Regions from separate parts of the Mus musculus genome. Here regions 2 and 3 are each linked to region 1. Evidence: chromatin contacts called from public Hi-C and promoter capture Hi-C data. All regions are on one chromosome and are shown on one strand. Each heading gives the region's core, a stretch centred on a gene start, on an enhancer-like site or on the middle of the called end of the contact. The rest is flanking DNA. Distances are from core to core; before and after follow the strand shown.

What was found. Promoter capture Hi-C pulls out the DNA fragments that hold promoters and counts their contacts. A called contact is a pair of places that touch in the nucleus more often than the background predicts.
Region 2: a contact with region 1 is called in a Hi-C map of liver, with 2.0 times the contacts expected there. The contact joins the enhancer-like site here to the promoter of Srgap3 in region 1. A contact is called at or near these places in 1 of 39 promoter capture datasets (liver), 3 of 484 Hi-C or Micro-C datasets (the C2C12 cell line, the N1E-115 cell line and liver) and 1 of 9 other capture datasets (adipose tissue).
Region 3: a promoter capture Hi-C map of the HPC-7 cell line shows a contact between it and region 1, with 5 times the contacts expected there. The contact joins the enhancer-like site here to the promoter of Srgap3 in region 1. A contact is called at or near these places in 21 of 39 promoter capture datasets (the 3T3-L1 cell line, the C10 cell line, the HPC-7 cell line and 11 more), 1 of 15 datasets of contacts at CTCF or cohesin (the NIH/3T3 cell line), 10 of 484 Hi-C or Micro-C datasets (the BV-2 cell line, the C2C12 cell line, brain and 6 more), 19 of 115 datasets of contacts at active chromatin or transcription factors (VIP interneurons, bone marrow-derived macrophages, craniofacial prominence and 13 more) and 5 of 9 other capture datasets (adipose tissue, embryonic stem cells, embryonic tail and 2 more).

Annotation. Positions count from the first base shown.
Region 1 is chr6:112,943,809-112,948,591 of GRCm38.p6, forward strand. It overlaps Srgap3 (SLIT-ROBO Rho GTPase activating protein 3), which reads right to left and starts at 3,458. Exons shown (of 22, transcript NM_080448.4): 1 at 2,622-3,458. The coding sequence starts at 2,688.
Region 2 is chr6:113,098,243-113,102,510 of GRCm38.p6, forward strand. The region is part of intron 1 of Setd5 (SET domain containing 5); the gene reads left to right. Among named protein-coding and RNA genes, the nearest start is that of Setd5, 23 kb to the left of the region's middle. Within about 2 kb of position 1,564, at least 266 of the 459 cell types and tissues checked have an H3K27ac peak or open chromatin away from gene starts, as enhancers often do. A contact at or near this core is called in the C2C12 cell line, the N1E-115 cell line, adipose tissue and 1 more, where this site is marked.
Region 3 is chr6:112,795,210-112,800,054 of GRCm38.p6, forward strand. It overlaps Srgap3 (SLIT-ROBO Rho GTPase activating protein 3), which reads right to left. Exons shown (of 22, transcript NM_080448.4): 4 at 564-626. Among named protein-coding and RNA genes, the nearest start is that of Gm26799, 98 kb to the left of the region's middle. Within about 2 kb of position 1,587, at least 41 of the 459 cell types and tissues checked have an H3K27ac peak or open chromatin away from gene starts, as enhancers often do. A contact at or near this core is called in the BV-2 cell line, the C2C12 cell line, the HPC-7 cell line and 5 more, where this site is marked.

The DNA of each region.
Region 1 (4,783 bases), core at 2,208-4,707:
CATTCCTCAGAGACAAGCCACAAAGGCCGAGGGAAGAAAGTAAGAAAGGAACAATGGGACGCCATCAAGAGGCCACCAGAGCCCGGCACAACACTGCCATCTGCTACTGACATCAATCCTTCAAGGGGCTGTGTCAGCCAGACAATGTACCGGGGACACCAGGCCTGGGAAGATACCGGCCTTGCGACCTTGGGTAAGTCATTGAACACTGCCAGGCCTCAGTTCCTTATCTCTGAACCTGGGCTCATAGTAAGCCTTTTGTACACCATGTGGGCCAAGAACAGAGTCCCAGAAACAGGAGGTGCCTGGATACATCAATCCTTACCAGAGTAATTAACAGGCAAGGCTGTGGATGGAAGCCAGGGCCTGGAGCACGCCAGGCAAGTGCTCTACCACTGAGCTACATGCCAGGCCAGGCCAACAAATAACACTTTGGGAGGAGAGATTTCAAAGGGCCTTGGGTGCAACAGTCCTGTGATCTCCTTTATGGATGCCTACTGCAAGTGAAAATAAATAAATAAATAAACAAACAAACAAACAAACAAACTCAACCAGAGTGTAAAGACATCCAGAAGCTAGAAGAGACCAAATCTTTTGGGCGAATTTCCTGAAGAAATAAATCCCTTGCCATTGCCGCCTTGTACGTGCTAGTCAGTCGTTAAGTTAAAGGTGAGAGATGAAAGGAAAAGTGATGCTTTGTGGGGCCTAAGGGAAGGTTGGCTGCCTGGTGCAAGCCTTTTAAAGAGGAGATAAGCAGAGTTCTTACCAAGACACACACACTGTCCCAATATCTCATTCTCTTGTCTGTCAGAACATTTTTTTATGGGAATATCAATTTTTTTAAAGTAGTCAAGATAATCTCAACACACACACACATACAAACACATATGTAATATGTGTTATATATATATATATATGTTTTGAGAATATGTGTGTGTGTGTGTGTGTGTGTGTGTGTGTGTGTGTAAATTCACTCCCTAAAAAGTAAATATACAAAATTGAAAATTGGTTTTTGTTCTGACCGGCAGGATGAATCCCAGTCTCTGACAGCTAAAGGGCTTGTTTCTCAATTGACAGCAAGGCTGATACATTTAAGTCACTGTTTCTGACACTGAGCTGAAAACTAAGGAGGAGGCCCAGGGAATAGGAGAGATCTCTCTTCTTTAATCCCTGGGATCTACCCAGGGACGGTTAACATCCTGGCTGGGCCCACAACCAAAGACAAGGAAAACACAAAGCCCCTACCCCCACCCCATGCCTGTTCTCCAAAGCTTCCCCCCCCCAAATCAGAAGGTTGAAAGCAACACAGACAGGACAGACAGACAGCCTGAGGCTACTGATTTCCTGCGGTGTGGAGCCCTCAGGCAGCACAGAAACAGGCGTGGCATCCTCTGGTCACCAGAACCTCAAAGCAGCACCCTGCTCAACAGCCTCCAAACCAGGCCTCTCCACACCCACTGAAGATGCAGTGTGCCCACTCCGTGTGAGACCACAACACGCCCTGCGTCGCAGCAAGGAGAACCAAGGACTGGAAAGAAAATGGGTGCTCAGAGCCCCAGCTGCTTCTCTCCCCCACAGGCTCCGCAAAGGAGAAGCAGGGCAGGGAACCTTCAGCTCTCCTTGCTGAAGCTGTGCTTAGACAGCCCGAGGGTGCAGGAAGCCCACCGTCTGGCTCGAGGGCAGAGGCTGCTTGCCTTCTTTTAGCTGTGCAACTGGGGCCCTTCTCTTCCTCTCAGCTAGCAAGGATTTAGGGAGCAGCTTCTGCAAGAAGTATGGGTTCTATGCTACCAAAGCTGGAACCAGCACCCAAAGGGCATCTCACTCTCCTAGCAGGCAGACTTTCCCAGAACCACGGGAGCCAAGCGGCACCTACCAGTCCAAATCGTACACTGAGGTGTTGGCTTTTAACCAAAGCTGATGACCCGAAACACCGGTGTACAGAAGGACCAGGCTGCACGCTGGAAGATAATACATTTTCGGCACAGAACTCTCTCTTTATGCTTAAATGCCTGCATTAGTCTGGATCAATATGTCCCATAACAGTTAATCCATGGCAACTCAGACCAGGCAAGAAATGCTGACAAAGAAGGGCTACTTAAGGATGCGATGCACCCCCCCCACCCCCCCACCCCACCCCCACCCCCCGCAGCCCATACTCATGCATTTGAATTTCAGCCCAGAGAAGGCAGCAGAGGCAAAAACAACCACCCACAAAAGCCAAAAGAAGGGATGGGGAGAGCAGATCAAAAAATATATACATAAATAGCAAAGGGCTTTCTCGATGGGAGTGAGGGGGAGGAGGCCTTGACTGTCAAAATGGCCTTAGAGTGACATATCACTGCCAAGATGATGGAGTACCGGCGACACTCCTAAAGTCCCTTCCTCACACACCTGCAATGCAGAGATTTCTGCCCTTTCTGTAATTCACGCTCCCAGCCCAGGCACTATCTGCAGTGGGAGCCAGTCTGGACTTGTGCAGCCAGCACCCGGTCCTTCCTCCTTACAATAAGATTATTGCTGCATAGCAACTTCTCAAGAAGGCAGGGAGGCGAAGGAAGAGACAGCAGAGGGAGAGACAAGGGGACGGAGAGAAGGCAAAGTCCCTCGGCCCCACCACTCACCTTTTATTTGGGCTTCATATTCAGCAATGATCTCTTTGTCTTTCTTGAACTTAGTTTGAGATGACATCTTCCGACGTGGCAAAGAGAACTGACAGGCTGTTTGATCTATTTCTCCTTCTCTCTCCAAGTCCTCTCCCAAGCCTGGGTAATCACACAGCAATGGTCGATTTCACAGGTTTCAAGGGCTAATCTCTTTTACTTGGCTACAGAGCCCCGGGGTTGAAATCCTTCTTCTGGGAGGAAAATGCTCTCTGCTGGCAGGGAAATGGCTCTAGTGGCTTGCTCTGGTCAGCTCCTCTTGCAAAAGAAGTCACCCTGGGAGTACCATAACCTGCCCCAGATTTCCAGGATTTTTCTTCCAAAATAATAATAATAGCAGCCAAGAGCACACACAAACACACACACACACGTACACACACACACACAAACACATTCACGAGTGCACACACACGCTCACCCAGACACGCTTCCACGCAATTGTGCTGTGCACACACCCATCCACACCACAAGCGCGCGCATACACACACGCGCGCACACACACACACACACGCATACACACACACACCCTCACTCACACACACACACCCGCTTGCTCACTCATACACACACATCCACAAGAGGCGCGGCGCCTCCTGGGTCGTGTGGCCAGTCTCCGGTTCGCTTTGGAAGGCTCTGCTAAGGAAATGGTCAGGTTGCCAAAGGACCGGTCATCTCTCATCCTCCCTCCGGTCGATCGGCGCCTCGGGTCTGCTGGACGGTGAGGATCAAAACCAGGAGAGGGAGGTGGAAGTTTTCCCGGCTGTAGCGTTTTAGCTCCGCTGGACCCAGGGCTGGACTGCTCACCCTGCAGGGCTGGCTGAGCTCTCCCCCACCGCCCTCGTCACTAGACTCCGCCTCCCGGATTTTATAACAACTGACACATTGTAGCCTACAGGAGAGCTGAACTAGCTGCAAGCAAAAAGGGGAAGAAACGCTCACAAAAGGGAAGGCGGCAGGAGGGGGAAATCAGGTTGGGAAGGCCTGGGAGGCTCCTGCAAACTCGAGCTAGTAGTAGTTAGGCTGGAGATTTTCTAACAAACACAGAAAGATTCTTTTCTTTGCGTCGTGCTCAAACTAGCAACTATATGACGAGTTGTCACTCTGCCTGAGACTCTGGCAGAGTCTGATGCATGCAGGAGAGGCCACTATTTTTGAAAGAATTACTTGATAACAGGGACAGTGCCAGAGGTTTCAGCTTTGCAGAGAGATCTGGCAGACAGGGCTGCCTTCAGGCTCAGAGAAGGTGGGACAGCGCCATTCTGACTCCCTCGTCTTAGTTCCTTTACCAGTAAAATAAGCTCTCTTTGGAGACTCTTTAATGGACAATTTCAACAAATACATACAAAAAGCTTACTAAAGGGCCCACTGGCGTTATAAAGGCAAGAAGCACCATATGACAGTACAACAGAATTTAACTACACGCTGAATGATAGAATGGGTAAAAATGACAAGTGCTAAGAATTGAAAATATTACAGAGCGGGGGGATTCAAATGTAAAGAGCTTTTGGGAGATGGAGTATGAACAGAAACAGTTTGGCTCAGTACCTAGGTACACAGTAAGCTCCCTATAAATAGTAGCAACTATGGTAACCCCAGCATCCTAGGGGCTACATTATATATAAGTGGAAAATGACTTACCAGGGTGCCAGCATTCCAACCCAGACAACAAAACCCACCAGTAGTAAAGACTCAGTAGGAGTCTCCAGCATTTCATTAGAGAGTCCTAATTTCATTGGCATTTCAAATAGTTCAGTGTGGTAGGTCAAACTGGCATCAAGTACCATAGGATGCCTGATAATAAACTGTCATGAGAGTGTCTTGTCCCCCAAGAGTTCACTGAAAGAGACTTCCATAACTTTCTCAAACTAGGTACCACCTTCCACTTGTCCTTCTGGAATGGCCCAACATGTGATTTGGCTTGGGTTTAGAAATGAACAGGTTATCCGTACCAGCCTCTAAGGGCTCCCCAAGAGAGTATGCAGCTAGAACGGGTCTGGAGAGGTAGGTAAAGTGAGACAGGGTCCTCCCGCCTAGTGATCAGTGGGTGAGCACCAAGGGCTCAGTTGGGGAATGCACAGCAGCTGCCTGAGCAGTTCACCTGGTGAATCATAGGCTTATTATAG
Region 2 (4,268 bases), core at 314-2,813, 150 kb after region 1:
CCTGCCTCTGCCTCTGGAGTGCTGGGATTAAAGGCCTGTGCCACCACGCCCTGCAAGACTTTATCATTTTAAAGTCCTCATAAGAGTTCCCACTTTGTTAAAAAAAAAAAAAAAAGTTTTTCATTAATTTATTTTTCCTCCCCTCTTCTCCTCCCAGCCCTACTCTCTCAATCCCCCCTTTTAAATTTTATAGTCATAAGAAAAACTGATTTAAGAGAAAATTCAACTCACATGCAGACGGAAAGATCCAATCATAAAATTGCAATTTTTCCCCCAACCCCTTTGCAATTTTTTTGAAGGGTTTTTGTTTTGTTTTGTTTTTTAAGACAGGGCTCACATATCCCAAATTTGCCCAAAATTTGCTATATGTAACCCAGAATAACCTGGAATTCTGATAATTCTACCTGTACCTCCAAAGTCCTAGGATTATAGATAGCCTCATAACACCATGCCAAATTTGTGCAAGGCTAAGAAAACTCAGGGCTTTGTGGTGCCAGGCAAGTACCCTACCAAATTATCTCTTTGTACAAATTTTCTCTCTTAATTCAGTTACTCATTAGCCTACTAAAGAATTTTCAGAGCTGTGCTATATGTGTTAATTTCCATTATCTAAATACAGGGTTGAACATAATGCTTTCAGTAATATATATGTGTAAGAAACCTGAATCTTGAATTGTGTCCCAGTTTAAGGATGGTGGTTTTAAAAAGAAATTTGGTTTGAGGCTTCCTGTAGTTGAAGTTCCCTAACCTAAGTCTTTAACAAGGTGAGAAACAATATTGTATATGAAAAACCCAGTACCTAAACTGAAAAGAAATTGGGCCTATGATGACAATTCTAGGGAAGATTTTTAAATTGAATGTATATTTAAGCTGGAGTCTAAGTAAATGGATTATAATCATTAACTCTAGTAAGATCTGAAGTCATGCTGCCCCTAGAAAAGGAGGCGTTGTACCTAACATTGTAAAGACACTTTGTTAATGTTTATCTTGACCTAAGCTAGAGTAGATTTTCTTTTTTCTCTCCTAGATGACATTGTTTTATGTACTGAGTTCCATGTAATTTCAGAATTCAAAATATACCTCTCTGACCCTAGATTAGTCTAAATATTTATCTTTATTTTTGTGAGTCATAATTGAGTATCAGATTTCATAACAGTTTTTATACAAGAAACTATTGTGTCCCAGGTTTTTCTTGGGAAACTGAGGAAAATTAGTATAAATTTTTACTGTAAAGGCCTTATCGTTAATATGTTTAGAGAATTCTGCTCATCAGAGTAAAAATATTTTTGGTGTTTCATTTGAAATATAATTATGAGTGGTGGAGACTTTAAACACAGTTAAAGGAAAGCAGGGAAGACAAAGGGCTCTCTAAGAAAAGGGCTTGGGATGCGTGGGGTAGGGATATTCCCTTTATTTTATCAGAGACTGAAATGGAAGAAATTTGACATTCTGGTGGCTTATGGGGAGCTGCTCAGAGATTGCTTCTTGGCTGAGTTGCTGTCTGCAAAGGCTGCTAACAATCGCTTGTCTGGCAGCAGATCTTGTTCATCAGGATTGCATCATCTCTGGGAGAGTGGCCAAGGTCCACAGCCTCAGTACAAAGACTGTCTGAAGCATACGAGGCCTGTTCTCTTTCTAAAGCTGCACTCTTCTTCCTGCCAGTCCTCTTCACAGGATTGCTAAAGCTGACTTGTGCGTTTCTTTCATTGGGTTGACTGTTTACTGGTCTCTTGTCTCCCAGCTGCTTCCGCCTCACCTGTCTGATACATTTCTTCTGAAATCTTAAAAGTCTAGAAACTACATATAAATGGTAACTCTCAAAAGAGTGCTCAGTATTGGAAGACAGGCTGGGTTTGTTAGTGGATCCGGTATTTTGTAGATCTGGTGGGTTGATAATTGATGGCAGAGTGAAACTATATTTTTACTTTGCCTCTGTCCTTCCTCTTACTTGCTGCTGCTGAATACTTGACTATTTTATTTCTTCTTTTTACTGTCACCTTCAAACCTTTTTTTTTTTCACTTCAAAATTGTGAATATACTTTTGAAAATATTTTTCTAAAGATTACTTTGTTTTCCAGATTTTTAAAAATTGGAAACATGCGCACGCCCACACCCACACACATAAATGTAAAGGGCATGCCTTCTAATGGATGGTGACTTGTGAACAGCTTTCTTCCATGTTTATGACCTGTTATTATTTTGGATATTGAGAGCTCATTTTGGTCAGTACTATATTTGACTTTGTGAAATAAAAACATGAATTTAAGAAATTCTGATCACCTACTCTTCCCTTTCTTCATTCTCTTTCCCCAAATTTAATAGGTTCTCTATTTTCCTTTCCTTTTGGGGATATAGTAAGTTGATGGAATTGACCCCAGGTAGAACCGATTCCCCCTGCCCCCAGTTTTTATAAGGAATGGAATGGGGAAAAGAAAGGAGTCATCATTTAATATGTTTTGCTAGGCCTGTATCCAAAGTAAATCTGGTATTTGATGAAAAGAGGTCTGTGCCCCATGTGGTGGTGTGTGCCAATAATAGCACTTGGGAGGGTCAGCCAAGGAGGATACAAGTTTAAGTCTGATGTGGGCTATAGCAATTGCTTAAAAACAAACAAAACAAAACAGAAATGTAAAAGTTACTGAGTTTGGAACCCCCATGGAAAGACAAGAAAAACTTGAGAATCCTGAGGGGAACAGTTTTGATAGAAGGGAAGAGAAGGGCAGTATCTCATCACCTTGGAAACCAAGGCCATTTCCTTCCCTCCCTTAGTTATTTTGTGTTAGATGTAAATGGAAAGTAACAAGTAATACAGAAATAAAATTATTAATCTGTAGTGTTCCACTTTTTGAGCACATCAATGTTTCTTCATATATTAAACTGTGTCTCAGCCTTTTCTAGGGTTTCAGAGCTACTCGCAGATAATTGGGGGACCTCAAAGGTGACTGCCCCAAATCCTTTTCATTTGTTATATTTTGAATTTTAGTAAATGTTGAACTTGGTTACTATGATGGGATCACTCAGTAAACATTTCTTGATTCCTCTTGATATGTCAGGCATAGTATTTAATCATTGGAACTACAGCAGTGGTTTAAAAAAAAAGTTTTGTTTTTTAATCCCTGCCATAATTTGTGTTCTGGTGATAAGAGTTTAAGTAATGGAATAAATTATATTTTGAAATTATTTTTGTCTAGACACAGTTCTTACACATCTCCAAATTAGGAGATTAAATTAATAGTTACTCTAGCTAAAATTTAGCTTGATAAACCAGAGTAAATGTTTTCTTACATGAGATATTATAATAAAAGATTGTATATGGATAATCTAGTAAAAGTTCTTTATCATTTAAATAGCTATATTTTACATCATTTTTCAGTGAAGGAACCATATAAAGAGAGTTTCGTGTATCAGAATTTGAATTAGGAAACCTCATCATTGGGGCTTGAGAGATAACCCAGCAGTTAAGAGCCCTGGCTGTTCTTCCAGAAAATCTAAGTTTAATTCCCAGTACCCACAACCATCTATAATTATAGCTTGATGGGAGCTGATACCCTTTTCAGATGTACATTCAGACAAAACAGACATTTAAAAAGAAACCCCATTATTATGATTTAGGACAACATGGTCAAGCTGGCCTATTAAGATTGCCTTTATCAGAATAGTAGCAGTAGTACAGTTATATAACAATTGGCAAGAGGAAAAAGAATTTACAAAGAGAAATTAATAAGCTAACTTCTTAATGTTTCTTAAAGTTGTGTATCAACTGTCCAGATAGCTGGTGTAATATCTCACCACTGCATTTGAGACAAGTATGTAGTCCAGGCTGGTCTCTCTTGAACCTTCTGCCTTGGCCTATTGAATGCTGGGATTACTGGGTGTGTGTGCCTAGCTATTGTGTTAAGATTTCATAAGGCAATGTAAAAATAATTTATTCACTCTTGAGAGGAGGTACTACCTGAAGTAACTTTTTCATTTTTGCCTTGTAATACATCTTTTTTTAAAGTTACTATCATAGGGAGAAAATTAACTATGTGTGTCTGTAGATAATAGGTAGTTGGATGGGTAATAATTATTTTTATGAATCTATTTAGCTTATGAATCTATGTTAGCGGTGGCTATAGCAAAGAATCATTAATATTGTTGAGTAATTTTTAAGGCCTTTTCTGACATAGAACACATGATTTGAATTCTTCTGAGTAATGATCATCTGACAGATTCTGGTGGTTATCTGGTCAAACAACTTCTAGGCTTTTCTTAATGCAAATTATCTA
Region 3 (4,845 bases), core at 337-2,836, 150 kb before region 1:
TACAGTCTCTCCATTCCACAACCATCCTGTTCTAATGCCCATCTCTAGTGTAGTTGGGTTTTGGCTTCAAAGCAGGCAGCCAGATCAGCTATGGCCTAAACTGTGATGTTCTCCTCTGGAAACAGTCAGGCGTGCTCACCATGTCACTTCAGGGTATTCTCAGAGCAGGGACAAGGACAAAGGGATCTAAACAAGCTCTGTGCCCTTCTAAGGCCACAGTCACCGAAGAGCACTCTCTGCCTGGAGCCTATGGCACCTGGCACCCAAGTCCATATCCCTGCCCTCTGGAGACTCTGCACCCATGTTCCTTGCCTCCACTGAAGGACCTTTGTGCTCATGAGTGCTCATGTGCTCATCCTGTGTCTGGCAGATCACATTACTCTCTCACACAGTGGAACTCACTAACCATGCCCAGGACCCATCCCAAACATAAGGAATAGGGAGTTGAAGTTATGAGTCATTAAAAACTTTCATGATGACTGTCACGCCAAATTCTGCCCTGCCTCTCTCAAGCTAAAGACAAGAGACCCAAACAAGTAGCAATGGTTCTGGGTAGAACTTACTGTGTAGAGCTCGTTGGTGACCTTCAGCAGCTCCTCATGCATCTGCAGGCCAATCTCTTTGCTCTGGAATATGGAAGAACACATGTCAGCCCATAGAAATGGTCTGGTTGTCAAACTCAAATTACCGAAAAGTAACACACACATGCCCAGCACCTTGATTTTAAAGTATGGGGTGACAGTTTCCTGGGCTGTCAAGATGAAACTTGACACTCTATAGACATTTGATTATCTCTTCTCCTCAATTCATAGCCGCCTTTCAAATGGCCCAATCCTTTACAGTTTGTAGCAGGAACTGGGGGTTCACTACCTATAATCCAGCTTTCCCTATGTCCTAATAGAAGCACGCATTGGTCTGCATTTGTCCCTCCAGCTCAGTTCTTCCAGGGTACTTCATCCCATCTTAACTCTAAACCATGGATTGTTCTTTGTGCGGATACAGTCCTGGCCTGACTTAATGAGATAGAAAAGCAGGACTTGTGTGATGTAGGAGAAGGTTTTAGCCCTTCTACCAACTGTGAGCAAAACTCCAAATAGCCCAAGTTGGTACCAGCAGTCATCTAGAGATAGAAAGAGTATGTAGCTTTAGGAGGACAGAGTAAAAGGAACCTGGTTCCTTTCATTACTATCTAAGTACTGATAAATCCAAAACTCAGAACTAGCCTCTAGTCTCCATCTACTTCTGTGGCTTAGTTGCTTAAGACATATTAACCAGTATTCTGCTACTTGTAGCCAGAGCATCCTAGTGAACACAAATTCATCTTCCATCCCCAGTTCCTAGAATAAGACATCCTCACTATAGACATGGGGTTCTAAAGCTACCACTTTTTGCCTAGGTCATATCATGGAGGCTGACTGGGCTCTGACTTCATTCAGAGTAGAACTGGGAGACATTGAAGGCTTTTGAGTAGGAGAATAGGATGCTCAGGGACACACCTCAGAAACAGGAACTTGTACACAGAGCCTGAACTGGTGGGGCTGGAGGCATGTTCTTGTATTTCCTCAAGAGAACTGTAAACCACCATATGGGACCTGCTGAGTCATAGCTCATTAACTCCTGGGCATCTCCCCGAACAGCCACAGAGTTGATGCCTGGCCAGCAGCCTTCAAAGCTTATTATTTTTGTTTTTGTCTTTTTTTTTTTTTATGGACAGAGTTGGTTAAGGAAGGGAAGTATTCCCAATTACAGTTCCAAATACTACTGAGTAACGAACCCAAACCAAACATTCCACCAGGGACAAGAGGCCAAAACCAAGACAATCTTCAACAGGCCACCACACCCAGACCTTGGGGACCCAATAACAACTGACCGTGGCGCTCCACATTTTTTGCATTATTTTCATGCTTGCAAAAGACACTGGATGGAAGTCACTTCCTTCACACACAAGGTTGGGCCAAAGAAGATCCAACCATCCCCACAGCCTTGCCTTTCTGACAAACTAACGGTAAACTGAGGCTAGCTAGTCACAAGGGCCAGCCACTGTAAAGCAGGTGTCCCCAGCCTCCCTTTTCTCAACAGCTAACTCCAGTTAAACTCCCTTAAGGACAACTAACTCTTTCTTCGGCACCATCCTATGAATGGACGGCTGGGTGTTGGGTAGCCTACCTGCCTCTTCTTACTAGTAATCTCTACCTTTGGCCTGAAGTTGTAGCCACCACAGTCATTTCTAGATATTGCTTTGATGTCATGGAGGGTTTAAACTATTCCTCAGCAAAGTACTGTGTTAGGCAAGGCCTCCAGGCCGCAGTCCCTCTAGCCTGCAAGAATACTCTTGTTTGGCCACTTGGTGATTCTAGAAAGTCTGAGCACTTTCCCAGAATTTAACAATCAAGATATTTCCCTTATAGGCCTTAATTTTCAGCTACTCTAGGAAGACTAGATGGTCCAGTAGTCCAAACCCTGTGTCAACTATGGAAGTCTCAAGCTTTCCAGCTGGCCACAGGGCCTAGGGCCTCACAGAAGTATCTCCGTTTATAACTCCAAAACCAGGAGTCATTTTAGAGAGGAGTAGCCATCTGCACCTCTGGGTGCTCATAAGGATGGCATCTGCTGGCCAGGACATCTGACGTGTAAATGGGCTTTTCATCCAGCATTCATTCCTCTCAGGTACATCTGCCTTACAGCTGTGGGCTTCTATATATACCAGGATAACCATGAATCCAACTCAGGTCAGAAATGGAAACTTACTCAGAACATTATGAGATTTCGGTTTGGATTTTTTTTCTATAACTCAACCGTGCAGTTCTCAGTCCTGAATTCTGTACATTGTGTGACAGTCCCAAAAGGTGGGAGCTTCTGAAGAATATGGTTGCTGAGACACAGCCAGCCTTGTGACGACTCAGCAGACCCCAGCACCAAGACCCACGTGGATTCATGGCACTCTGAGCCAGTGCTTGAGCTAATGACATCTCTTCCAGTTCGTCCCTAGCTTTGGATCCACTCACACATGCATGCAATATTTAGTAGAGAGCTGTCTCTACCAAGCACTGTAGAAAAAGCTGACCAGCAAAACCCCGCTCATGAAACATCTTCCATTTGCTCAATACTGTTCAAAGTCCCTTCCATGCACTAATTTAAACCTTTAAAGTGGCTACTGCTATCATTCTCTTTTGACACATGGGCAGAGCTAGAGATTCGAAGGACTGAGCACCTTGCCCAAGATGAACTAGAGAGTGACAGAGCCTGCAATCAGCTTTTGGTTGGTCTGGCTCAAAAGCCTGGTCTGTTTTTTCTGGGCTCAGCGCAGCATACAGACACACCGAAGAGAAACAGCCACTTCAAAGCCGCAATGGACAGGGTCCAGGCCACAGGCAGGCGGGAAGGAGGCCAATCCCACAGGACACTGCCTGTGTCTCTGATGTACTGCCTCCCCATCTGCTCAGGTATTGCTTCCCAGGCCTTCCCCCCAACCTTTTCCCATCCCCACCAAAGAAAGTCTGCTCCCCTTTGTTTCAATTGCCCAACTAGAGATACATCAGCTTCAATGGTCATTGCTTGCTTCTCTATTCCTCCTTCTAAGAGAACATGAGATGCAGGTGAGGCTGGCCCTAGACCTGGCTGATCCACCAGACTGTGGCTGTGACACAGTGACCTGGAAGTTTGTCTCAAGGATTGGATCAGGGGAAGAATTGTGACCCAGGCTGAAGCAAGAAGCTTTTATCCTTGGGGGAATTTCTTGTAAAAGGTTGACCATAAAGATTTGCATGCAAAAGGGGCTCTATAAATGCCCAAGAAGGCTCGCATAGATGCCGCTTAAAGTTAAAAATAAAAGGTGGCCATTTTGTCCTTCTTCATCAAAACAAAACATTAATTTGCATCAACGTGAGATGAAATGGCAAAGTTTCTCTTGTAATGACACAGTTCCTGAATGAAATCAATGCCATGGGTGATTTGCTTTAATGCAGGGCTGGTTTTAATGCAGGGCTGGTTTTAATGCAGGGCTTTTCAGCGGAAACTCTTAATACTGCAAACTGAGATGTAGCTGAGAGGTAGACCTGTGTTCGGTCTCTCCAGGACCACACCCCAAAATACCCCCCCACCCCCAGCAATAACAACAAAAGGCCTGCTTTAATATAGATCTTAGGGGGTTATGAGCTAGATTTTAAAAGGTTAATTCTTAAGGAGTCTGTCCATATTCCCATCAAGCTAACTCCGTGTTGGGCCGTTTCTAACACTAATGTCATTTCTACATCTCCTACCTTTGGAGTGTTCATCCCACTCCCAAACTCTGCTGAAACATAACCCTCAAACCCGTGTGATAATAATAGGGAAGGCATTTAGGATTAGTTAAGGTTAGGAGGATTGTCCGCCATACAGGATTGGGGGCTTTGTCCAAGAGAGATCGCAGGTTGTACCACCTACTCTGTCTTCCCACGTGATCTTTGCACAACCTTGGGCTTCTGCAGCATCCCTACCAGCAAGAAGGCCTTTGTTAGTTATGGCCAACTTCATCCTTGGCCTTCCAGCCTTCAGAACTGTGATCAGAGGAAACGTGAACTCTTCATAAGTTACTTACTCTGTATCACTCAGTTATAGCAACACAACACTAGGACAGTATCTAAAAATAGCACTGTCTAATGATGTCGAGGGAGGTCTCTCCTAGACCCCAAAGACAAGAATCACAGGCTCTCTTTCATACGCAGATCCTAGCTTCGAATCCTTTGTTGTATGTGTTTCACCTTCAGTAGTGCATGTGAAAGTCAGGACTTCAGAAACAGGCCCCTGGACGTGAATGGATGCTTCACGGAAGAGGAAATGGTGAAATACCGGTTAACTGAAGGGAAG